3 separate regions of the Zea mays genome follow, and all the other regions are linked to region 2. A link is a contact called in public Hi-C data. All regions are on one chromosome and are shown on one strand. The core of a region is the stretch at or near the end of the contact, and the rest is flanking DNA. Distances in the headings are between cores, read along the strand shown.

What was found. Hi-C and Micro-C count contacts between places; a contact is called where the count stands out from the background.
Region 1: a Hi-C map of endosperm shows a contact between it and region 2, with 2.7 times the contacts expected there. The contact joins the promoter of LOC103629647 here to the promoter of LOC100304367 in region 2. A contact is called at or near these places in 2 of 25 Hi-C or Micro-C datasets (endosperm and tassel).
Region 3: a Hi-C map of bundle sheath shows a contact between it and region 2, with 2.1 times the contacts expected there. The contact joins the promoter of LOC100216940 here to the promoter of LOC100304367 in region 2.

What each region holds. Positions count from the first base shown.
Region 1 is chr6:102,315,506-102,319,341 of Zm-B73-REFERENCE-NAM-5.0, forward strand. It overlaps LOC103629647 (twinkle homolog protein, chloroplastic/mitochondrial), which reads left to right and starts at 1,277. Exons shown (of 21, transcript XM_008650737.3): 1 at 1,277-1,795; 2 at 2,327-2,457; 3 at 2,752-2,807; 4 at 2,915-2,972; 5 at 3,040-3,183; 6 at 3,337-3,420; 7 at 3,496-3,576; 8 at 3,664-3,729. The coding sequence starts at 1,369.
Region 2 is chr6:101,324,055-101,327,595 of Zm-B73-REFERENCE-NAM-5.0, forward strand. It overlaps LOC100304367, which reads left to right and starts at 1,650. Exons shown (of 1, transcript NM_001165805.1): 1 at 1,650-3,124. The coding sequence starts at 1,747. The coding sequence ends at 2,928.
Region 3 is chr6:102,100,036-102,103,892 of Zm-B73-REFERENCE-NAM-5.0, forward strand. It overlaps LOC100216940 (peptidyl-prolyl cis-trans isomerase CYP59), which reads left to right and starts at 1,398. Exons shown (of 14, transcript XM_008649233.2): 1 at 1,398-1,840; 2 at 2,454-2,558; 3 at 2,799-2,916; 4 at 3,023-3,073; 5 at 3,171-3,262; 6 at 3,560-3,659. The coding sequence starts at 1,743.

The DNA of each region.
Region 1 (3,836 bases), core at 27-2,526, 990 kb after region 2:
CTTCTTATCTAAGCCCTCTTGCATTATTCTCCACCAACATTCCTAGTAGTATTGTTATTGATTAAATTCCGCACTCTGAATACAATACTCATTGCAAGCAAAGGACTTAAGTTTATACTCCGGTAATTGTGAATCTTGTTCTAACCACTAATCAAGGGATCTAGTTTATATTTAGAATTATAATTTTCAGGTTTCGCCTATCCACCCCCTCTAGGTGACTTTCAACAACAATGGTGGAGGTAGTTTGGACTTCTAAAATTTTGAAGGGATATAAGGAAGCGTGAAATAATAAGGTCTCTTTTGGTAGGACTCTTTCAAGAGCTTCTTCAACAACTCTTTAAAAAATCTACTAAAGGGGAGATTGTTTGAAGAGCTCTTCCTAGAAAAGAGGGAATAACTCATTTTCTATGTATTTGTCTTCATCGACTCTATATCTTAGAAGAAACTTTAGGATGAGCTATATTTACAACCAAACAAGGTGTTTTCTAGAACTCTTTTGAAAATAAGGAGAAAATTGTTTTCTTAGAGAAGTAATAGACAACACTAAAGCTGGCATAGTAAGAGTTTGGGAGCCTAAGGTTGCCTCCAGCAAGGACCTGTATACGGTTCTGAACATTAAATATAACGTTTCTCGGCTTCCCCTCACCCTCCAACAACAACCGGGAAACAACCCTGTAAATTGTAGCGCTCCTCCAGAGTACTCTAAATGTAGCGGTTGCTGAAGCACGCGCTATATACGCAGTCACGATGGAAGCCACGAAGTAAAGCCGATACGGATACACCATCACAAAGCAAAAATTGATTGTTCATCACATTTCAAATTAATTTAAGCATTCAACGAATCTTTATTGACAAATACAAACATTTTTTGTTTCGAGCACCAAAAAATATATACAACATCGTTGAGTTCATTGTTCTCCTAATAAATATATGAATAAAAAATATTTTTAGATTCCAGAATTCGGTTTTCAACTACGTACTAGTATGATTTCGAAAAATATATAACTTTCAAAATAAAAAAAAACTTATTTTTTGTGTTACGTACATGAGTTCTAATTGTATTAATTTGTTAAAAAATTGAGTATATAGAGTATATTATTACTGTAGATATAGAAGATCAAATTTAGAGAACGTTATTGGAGATAGAGAAAATATAGAGGACAGAATGTTTTAAAGAGTTCTGTAAAGAACAAAGAATATTCTTTTAGAGGCATTTAGAGCTGCTCAGTCTAACACACAGGTGAAAGGCTCCTCATTTGTCACGTTCGTACCATTCGTCGCTGAACAGCGGGACCCGACCCTAAAGACACGGCGCAGAAACCCCGGAACGCCGCACGCGCGGCGGACGACGACGACGTTGAAGGCGAAATGAACAAAACCCTAAACCCCCCTTCCTACCCAATCTATCTTCCCCCGCCCCGCCTCTCCCTTTCTTCTTTACCAAGCCCCCCACACCCAAACCCCTCCTCCCCTGCTCTGCCTGCCCCATGTCCCCGCGCCTCTGACCAACCAGGCTGCCGGAACCCTACCCGGTGCCCCGTGATGCCCCCGCGGCCGTCGCTCCACTCTCTGCTCCTCATGGCCGCCTCCGCCGCCGCGGCCAGCGGGGACTCGGGCCCGCTCCTCGCTGCGCGCCGCCGTCTAGCTGCGACGGCCGCCGCAGGGGGGCACCGCATCCGGCTGCTCCACTCCTTCTCGCCGGGACGCGTCCCCAGGCGGCCTGAGGTGGTCTGCTGCGTGCGCAGCGCCCCCGACTCGCGGCGGTCGGCCCCCGCCCCCCCGTGCTCCAGGAACGGTAATGCGCTGTACCCGAGCTCTGGAGCACTCGTTGCCATGTGTCTGTCGTTTTTCAGTATATAAAAAGAACTTTGAGTGGCTTTGGCTTAGGAGCTAAGCACCCGGGGAAGTATGGTAATTTGCGTGGTCGATGTTTTATTTATTTCGCAGCCAATGGTTGTATCTTCGACCCTAGACAAGTGTTGAGTTTTCATGGTCCCGAGCGAGCTCACATTTGGAAAATGCTTCAAACGCAACTTCCTCCAATTGGAGATTTGGAATTTGTAGCAGAGCGGATCAATGCACGTGCTCAAATGATTTTAGAAATTTAAGTCGAATGGTGTTAGCCTGTTTGACGTATATAAATTAATTGGTGATATGCGCTGACTAGGCCTCAATTTCACTGTCTGTTCTCCTCTACTTAGGCTGCTATTTTTTATAATTTAATTATTTTCATTCTGCTTATAACAACTGGATGCAGAAGCACCTTTGTTTTTAAACCATTTAGTGTGTTTTTTTGCATTACAGTTCATTCGTTTTTGCATTACAGTTCTTTCGGCAAAAAACTACTCAACTGCTTCTGAGGAGAGGCTTGGGAAGATCATTCAGAAGTTGAAAAACGAAGGTATTAATCCCAAGCAGTGGAGACTTGGAAATTTTCAGCGCATGTTGTGTCCACAGGTATGGAGCATCTGTTTTTTACAACCTTGTGCTGCTTCCAGTTTACTGTCTATCCATGAATTATATCTTAGCTTTATAACCAAGTAATCTATCTGATTGAAGACATGAATGATAAGAAATTGTTACACAGAAATGACACATCTCTAAATCACCCATTCAAAATTACGTGAGTCAAGATAACATTTCAATTCACATGCAATACTGATGTATCATTTATTTTTAGTGATCCATTGCTTTGGATGTCGGGTTATCTGGTGACAAATAATGAAGTATAACTTTCCTTCTGTTTGCTAGTGCAATGGTGGATCTAGTGAGGAATTGAGTCTCAGTGTCTACATCCGAAAGGATGGGTGAGTTGTCCACACCTGAATATGTGATTTTGTTGGCCTGTTGTTCCTTCAGCTATATATTTCAGGATCTAACTATCATCTCACGTTCCTTATGTCATTTTCTTCAGCATAAATGCAACATGGAACTGTTTTAGGTCTAAGTGTGGCTGGAGAGGTTTTGTCCAGGTACGTGCATGAACCGAATGATTTTTTTTTTGGAAGAAACTATCTTGATGTCACTCTTTGTCTGCAGGCTGATGGAGTTACCAACATATCCCAAGGAAAGAGTGGCATAGAAAGTGAAACTGACCAAGAGGTTGAAGCTAAGAAGGCAGCAAATAAGGTTTATAGAAAAATCAGTGACGAGGACCTCAATCTTGAGCCACTCTGTGATGAGGTAATTAACTATTGCTACTTAAATCAAAATGGCATTTTGTAAACTATAAAAATATAAAAATTTGGTTGTAGTGTTTCTGTTACTTTTGTTGTATACTACTAAAAGCATCTGTGATCTGTACATTGGCATTCTATAAAACGATGGTTTTGACAGCTTGTAGAGTACTTTGCTACGAGAATGATTTCGGCGGAAACACTTCGGAGGAATAAAGTCATGCAACGTAACTGGAATAATAAGGTAACTGTTGTGGCAGTTCTAAATTGGCCAAACAGCCGTTATTATAGGATTATAAATATGTCACATCATTTGCAGATATCCATTGCTTTTACCTATAGACGTGATGGAGCTCTTGTTGGCTGCAAATACAGGGCAGTCGATAAGACATTTTCACAGGTTTGTGGTCCTCATCCCTTTTACTATGCTTTTACCTATAAAAGTTTTGATCTACTGTTATTAATATGCATTTTTCTTATGTATCAGGAGGCAAACACGGAGAAAATTTTTTATGGTCTGGACGATATAAAGCGTGCACATGATGTTATCATTGTATGTTCATGATCTCCGATTGGTTTTTTTATAGTGTGATTTTTTCTTGGAAAATATGCATCAACTCATTTGATTCCATGCTTGCATTTTGATTGTTTTTTGACATT
Region 2 (3,541 bases), core at 400-2,899:
AATATATTTGGTAATACACAAAACCACATTTTTTGAATAAGACGAGTTGGTAAAACATGTGATAAAAAAATCAAACGAATTATGAATTGGGATGGAGGGAGTATAATGGAATTTTTTTAAATTACTCTCTTCATCTATGAACAATGTTTACATACCCCGGACCGAAAAAGAAGTTATCGGGACTTCGCCGTGTTTCTCTCTCTCCTCTGATCACTCCCGTTGTCTTCCCATTTCAACTTTAATGATGTGTGGTGGGTAGCGCCGCTGCGTCAGCTAGTGGGTGAAGAGGAGTGGTCGCGTCCGGGGGTTGAGGGGGCCAGACATGCGACTCCTAGCCGGATGGATTCGAAGGCAAGAAACCCCATGTTTTTTAGGGTTTTTAAACCCATCACAATTTCAAAAAATTCCTTTTACAATATCATGCTATGAAAAAAGTTTTTATCTCTATACATTAGTATATACTATATATAATTTTGTAGGCCTCTTGAATTGAGGGGCCCTAAGCGATCGTCCTTCTTGCCTATAGCTAGAGCCGGCTATGTATAGAAATGAGTAAGCGGCTAGAGATAGTCTAAGACTCGACTAAGTCTAGGTCGCATGATCCTCCACAATCATAATTACCGATTATATTGTGCAAAAATAAAGCATACATGTATTGGCGAAAAAAGAAACATGACCTAGGGTAACGACAGTATGGAATCGAGACCTAGCACCACCAGCATTTGTCATAACTGAGCCCTCCTCACACTTCCTAGATGAATCTTTACCTTTATCAGACTCCTCTGAAGAGCTTTTAGTATCCATAATGCTGGCCTCAAGACAATCTCCTTCGTCCTTTCCCATTCAGTGAGTATGTTGTCCCCATCTTCTTCGAGCGCGTTCGGCTGCCCATGTGGGAGCACTGTTGCAGCTGCAAAATACTGTTGCAGCTGCAATCCTTAGAGAGAAAATACTGTAGAAGCCGCAGCCGCAGTCGGATTAAAGCCGCAGCGAACAAGCCAATCCTCTTCTTCTGAAATATCGTCCTCATGTTTCCTAGAGCTTTCCTCTCCAGGTTTGGCCTCACCTAGCTTTGGAAGTTCTTTCACAAAATTGAATTCAAAACCTTGACCCTCTTACCTTGTCGATGTTCCTGGACCTGATGGTCTGTCTCATCGATACCCTTACTGGACCCTCTCTTGTCAGTTGATAGCTCATCCACCACTAGGACCTCTCCAGCCAGCTCAGCATCAAGTTTGATAGCAGCCTCTGTTCTTGCAACCCAGCCAGTTTCCAACATCCAACCCATCACCCAATCCAGCACATGAGATTCCACTCCACTCGTATTCGGATCAGCCACCATACTACTGCAGACGCAGCAGAAAACCACTGGACCTCATCTGTTTCTCCCCTGGACGTAGCTGTAGCCACTAGCCAGTGGACGGTGCCGTTACAAAAATATAACCCGGAAACCGACGAGCTCCCCCCGCTGCTGCCGGCTGTTCCCGGAGGCCGGAGCGCCGTTTCACGCGTCGCCCAGCTCAAAGGCCGCCACATCTGCTTCCGCGAACCGGCGGCCCTCCGTTACCATTCCTATTATATATAGGCGGCTTTACCACCGTTACCCTCTCTCTCATCGCTCCCCTCGCCGCTGCTCCCCGCCCACCATCCGCCACTGGATTTTAGCCACCGCAAGTACCGGCAGCTCCAGCAAGAGTGCCACTCCCACCCACACCCACACTTTGATGCGCGTAGCCGCCGCGGTCCATGGCCTCCGCCGTCACCAGTAACCTCCCCGCTGCCGCGCCGGTGCCGTACCCGCACAGGTGGCTCAGCCCGCGCGTGTCCATCAGCCGCGACGTGGCCGCGGATCCCGTGGCCACGACCACGCCAGAGCCCGCGATCTCCAAGGACTTCATCGACTTCGAGTTCAGCCTGGGCGGCTCCGCCACCATGCTCCCCGCGGACGAGCTGTTCGCCGACGGCAAGCTGCTGCCTCTAAGGAAGGCAGCGCCTTCGCCGGATCCGGCGGAGGCCGCCGCAGCCGCCGCCGCGCCCCCGCCGGTGCGGCCGGAGGAGATAATGCCGCCGGCGCCCAGCAGCGCGGAGCCGATCAAGCCCCTCCGCGCCGCGGCGGCTGACGGCGCCGACCCCTACGTGTTGTCGCCCAAGGCGCCGAGCTGCTCCGGCCGCTGGCGCGAGCTGCTCGGGCTCAAGAGAGCTGCGGACGCGCGGAGCCCGTGCGCCGCCAAGGCCTCGGCGGTGGCGAAGACCCCCGCGCCCGCGGCCAGGTCCGCGGCGGCGAGGTCGCTCAAGCTCCTGCTCCATCGGAACACCGGGCGCGCGCCGGACCTCGCGTCGGCGCCGCTGCTCCGCGACAGCTCCGACTCGGAGGCGTCGCTGTCGCTGTCGCTGGCGTCCTCCTCCCGCTTCTCGCACTCGTCGTCGTCGTCCTCCTCCGGCCACGACGACGCGCCCCGCCTCTCGCTCGACTCGGCCGCCGCCGCCGCCGCCGCCGACCCGCCCCGCTTCCGCCTGGCCCGCTCCTCCCACTCCCACTCCCTCCACCGCCACTCCACCTCCTCCGCCCGCGCGCGGCGCCGGCCGTCTCCGCCGGCGCTACCGCGCTGCCTGTCCGTGGACTCCCCGCGCATGAACTCGTCGGGCAAGATTGTGTTCCAGGGGCTAGAACTGGAACGCAGCTCCAGCTCCCCCTGCAGCTTCCACGCGGCGGCGCCCAAGCCGCGGTTCCGCGCCGTGGACCGGTCCTACTCGTCCGCCTGCGTCCGCGTGGCGCCCGTGGTGCTGAACGTCTCCGTGTGCCCGCGCCCCGTGTTCGGCTTCTTCAAGGACAGGAAGGACTCCAGCGCCAGGTCGTCGTCGCTGGGGCGGAGAGCGCCGCCGCCGCAAGGGTGGAGCGGCGAGCTGGTGGCGAGATCGTCCGGCTGATTTGACGCCCCCGTTTGTTTGACTTGACCAGGCAGCCGCGGGACCTCGTGCTTGTCTCGTTCCCGTGCACAGGGCTGTTCGTTGCCATCGACCGTCATGATGATGAGAGGATGGATAGCTTGGCTGCCGGTTGGTCTTAACTGATTTTGTTTGTTCTTTGGAGAAGACGGCCGCGGGGGAGGCTGTATTTTTTTTCTTTCTTTTGCTCCTTTTTCACAACCGCGATGCAAACAAAACAAAATGATGGCAGCATTTCTGGGGCAGAGCGACGGCGGAAATCCCAGACGCCAGTCGTCACGCTCACGCAGTTGCAAGCCCTCGTTGTCTGGGGTTACCTGCACTGCATCGGAGTCAGCACATATGCCGGGAAGCGGGTGCCGGTTCATTCATGGGAGAGGGGCAGAGGCGAAGCGCAATTGGGGGCCAGGCCGGTCCCCCGCCCCGGCGCTCCAGCTTGATCTGTTCTGTTCTGCTCTGGATCCGGGCACCGTGGCGCATGTGCTCAGCTCTATACTCGCGCAGCGGGCGGGCGGGCAAGCAGGCGGCATGGTGATGGTGGCCAGCTTTTCTTAACCCGCGGGGAACGGCAAGCAAAAGCGCACAGGCGTCACCG
Region 3 (3,857 bases), core at 148-2,647, 780 kb after region 2:
CATACTGCATTTCACAAATTCAACAATAAATTTATATCATGCGGGAGGAACCCAAACTTAAGGTGTTGGTGGCTTCATTCGCACAAGTCGGTATCGTGAGTTGTTCAAAGTAGTATATCATAGTCGGTGTATGCATATATTCGCAGTATTGTTCCTCGTGTGCTCGACAAGGATAAGAGGAAGAAGGTGATCTTCTGATCGGTGGGCACTGAGCGGTCACGACGAAGCTCCGTAAAAACTCGATCGTCCGTACATCCGAGCAGGTGTCGCGCAAGGTCCGCAAGATGGCGAGATAAGAAAGAGCGACAAGAGCTCAGGAGTCAGGAAGGGGACACGAAGTGAAGAATAGTCAGCGGTGGCAGGTGGCGGCGCGCATGCGTGTGGCGGGCCATCTTGGCGAGGCAACTGTGACGCGCGTGCATGTGCGCCAGCGCTACATGTGTGCATGTGTCATGGTTCATTGTGGAGTGCGTTGGGATGGAAAAAAAATTTATCTATTGAGTTACCCATATATACTCGTGGGTATAAAATCTTACCCATATATATACTCGTACGGATAATTTTACGTGTCGAGTAACCCGTACCCGTTAGGAAAGTGTTAAATTCAAATATACCAATAAATACACATATAAAAAAAGTTCAACTTCATATATAACAAATCATATGATTACATAACTCGGTAGCTAAACAAATGATAGCTAAGTGTATTATTTTAGCTAAGATAGGTTCTATTAGATGGTTATAGTGGTATTGATGAGGGTATATTTTATCCATGGATAGTACCAACATGTACCCGTTGGCTAGACTGTTCAGTTCCTTTTGTGGCTTCTGCCTGTCTTGTTGGGCTGTAAATAAGAAAGTCTTATGTAGTTCATCGTAGGCCAAAACTTCTCCTGTTATCGTAGGCTCTTCACTGATCTCGTGATAGTGGTTAGAGTCTAGATAGAGTATTGGCCGTGTTCGATCTTTTGGGATGTTTTACCGCGGGGTGGCGGTTGTTTCAATCTTTCCTATTTCTTAATGAAATAGAGGGCTTCGCCCCTTCATAAAAAAAGTACCAACATGTACCTGTATCCGTCTACCCAACGGGTAGAGGTTATTTCCTATTAACATACCTACGGGTAAAAAAAATCGTCACGTATCTGCCTTATATCGGGTAAAATCCTGTCAGGTAGTCAGTTTTCGGCTACCTATTGCCATCTCTGGCAGTGTGTCATCTTAGCACTGAAAGAAATTTATTTCTGCTATTAGCAAATTTCATAGTTTCAGCAGCATGCTATGAGCAGCTCACATTTTTTAATTTTTTATTACCTTGGCACTTGGCAGTACTTCTGTCTAATGCAATAACTGTACCAAATTTTCTCTACGTAAATGGATACTCCACACGTTCACCGACCATGATGGACAAGGCTTTTTGGTTTGGGCCTTCCAATCGGTCCAAGAGCACGGGAGCCCATCTGACCGCGGCTCTAGTGGCCCGTCGTCCTCCTCTTCGCCGGTTTCCACACGTTCGCCGGCCGCCGCCCTCCCCGCTCCCTCTCCCGTCCGCTTGGTTGTTTACGCCTGCACCCAGGCTAGGGCAGGACATCCAACGCGCCACCTTGTACGGCTGCTGCCTGGGCCTGGTTTGAGTCTTTGACGAAACCGCAGAAGCATCCGGCGCCCGCGCTAGCCTCCTCCTCCCCCAAGCGTTGTTTCGCCGCCGTTCGATAGCTGAGGGCAGAGGCGGGCAAGTATAGGAGATGTCGGTGCTCATCGTCACCAGCGTGGGCGACATCGAGGTGGATCTCCACACCGACCGGTGCGCGCTCACCACCAAGAACTTCCTCAAGCTCTGCAAGTGAGTTTCTCGCGTCTAGGGCTTGTTCGATCTCTCTGGGGTTCGTCTATAATTTCTGACAACCAGCACTGCGGATGATTTATGTACTGCCCTGTGTCAAGCTCTTCAGTTGGCCAATTCGGCATAGTAGTGTCACTATTGGTTTGATTGTATTTTTTGGGTTGCAGTTGCAATAGGTACAAGTTGGTGATCCTGCATCTATCCGTAGTTTCCACATCAGTTTCGTGGGATTCCTAGTCCCAAATGTATTTAGCTGATTACTGATTTCTAGGCTCGTAGGTATGCTACCAGAAATTTCGAAACAATTGCGTTGCGGGTACTGGACCTTTATAGCGTTGATAGAGCCACAGTCTTAGGCGCCATCAAAGGATTCTATTCTGTTTCTTAGGTTTCTCGTTGTTGATTTTTATGACATTATGGGAACTGGATTTAGCTTCTACTGTGGCTCCTGCACTCAATTTCTTGCACAGTCTTGAATTTTCACCATTGGAGATTATGACTGCCTGCTCTTTTGTTATCACTAAATTATGGAAAATACTATCTCACGAGTTTCAGATTATCGTTTCAGATAATTAGGGTACTTATTCTCTGGTTTTCTTCTTTGACCGATCAGAATGAAGTACTACAATGGGTGTCTGTTCCACAAGGTGGAGAAGGATTTCTTGGCACAAACTGGCGATCCAACTGGAACTGGCACCGGTGGTGATTCCGTATACAAGTAAGTGATCCTTTTGGTTTGAACTTCTGAAATGTCTCCAAATTTTCATCTCTGAACCATATAATGTGGTATCCTGCATCTAGATATAACTAGTGTCTTCAATGGATACAGTACAAATATAGTTTTTGATAGTACAAATATGTTTGCTAGTCTCCATATGTATACAGTTGTTATTATTGAGGTATCTTATTATTACATACTGTTAAATGTATGCCTGAAAACTATATCTTATTTCCTCAGATTTCTCTATGGTGATCAAGCTCGATTTTTTGATGATGAAATCCGTCCAGAGTTGAGGCATTCTAAAACTGGAACCGTTGCTATGGCCAGTGCTGGTGAAAACTGCAATGCCTCGCAGGTGCAGTGCTGCCCCAGTGTCTTAATTGATAGTATTGGATGTTCCATTTTTCAGTACTTCGTTGCTTGTTTTGGCCTACGATTTATGTGCTTTTTAATGTTTTTAGTTCTACATTACCTTGCGGGATGACGTGGATTACCTTGATGATAAACACACTGTGAGCAGCACTTGATTCTGTTAACTGGTTTTTTCTTCTTCTTATGTACAAAATTCCCTTATTTGAACAATTCTTGTGTTTGTTCTGTTGACCATAGGTGTTTGGGATGGTTGCCGAAGGTTTTGATACGCTGACAAAAATAAATGAAGCTTATGTTGATGATAATGGAAGACCATTCAAGGACATAAGGTGGAGTTTTGAATTTTTTATTAATGTCTTAGTTACACCATTAAACGAATGTTTAGGGGTGGTAATGGGCTCTAAATTTTTACACTATAAAATTTAAGGATTGAATCGGATTAAAATCCGGCTCTACTCCTATTCATTTTTGAACTAAATTTATTAAGGACCCTAACTTATTGTGAAGAAACATTTGGATCGTGATTCATTACCACCCCTATGAATGTTTCACTTCTTCTCCAGCATTAGTTTCCTTTGTCATTTTAATTCCTGTTTGCTGACCGCATACAACTTAATTATTTGCAGAATTAAGCATACATATGTCTTGGATGATCCTTTCGATGATCCTCCTCAACTTGCTGAACTTATTCCTGAGAATTCTCCTACAGGAAAGCCACGTGATGAGGTACTTGAGTATCCTAATCATGTTCGTTTCAGTAATAAGAGAGGATGAGTCGAAATGCATCAATCAATCTTTACCACAGGCCATGTGTCATGGGCATCATAGGGAGCGAGAGGCAACAACCAGGCTGGGATAAGGTTAGAGAATAAGATTGAGATGAGCTGGGATAAGGCTAGAGAATAAGATTGAGATGAGAGAATT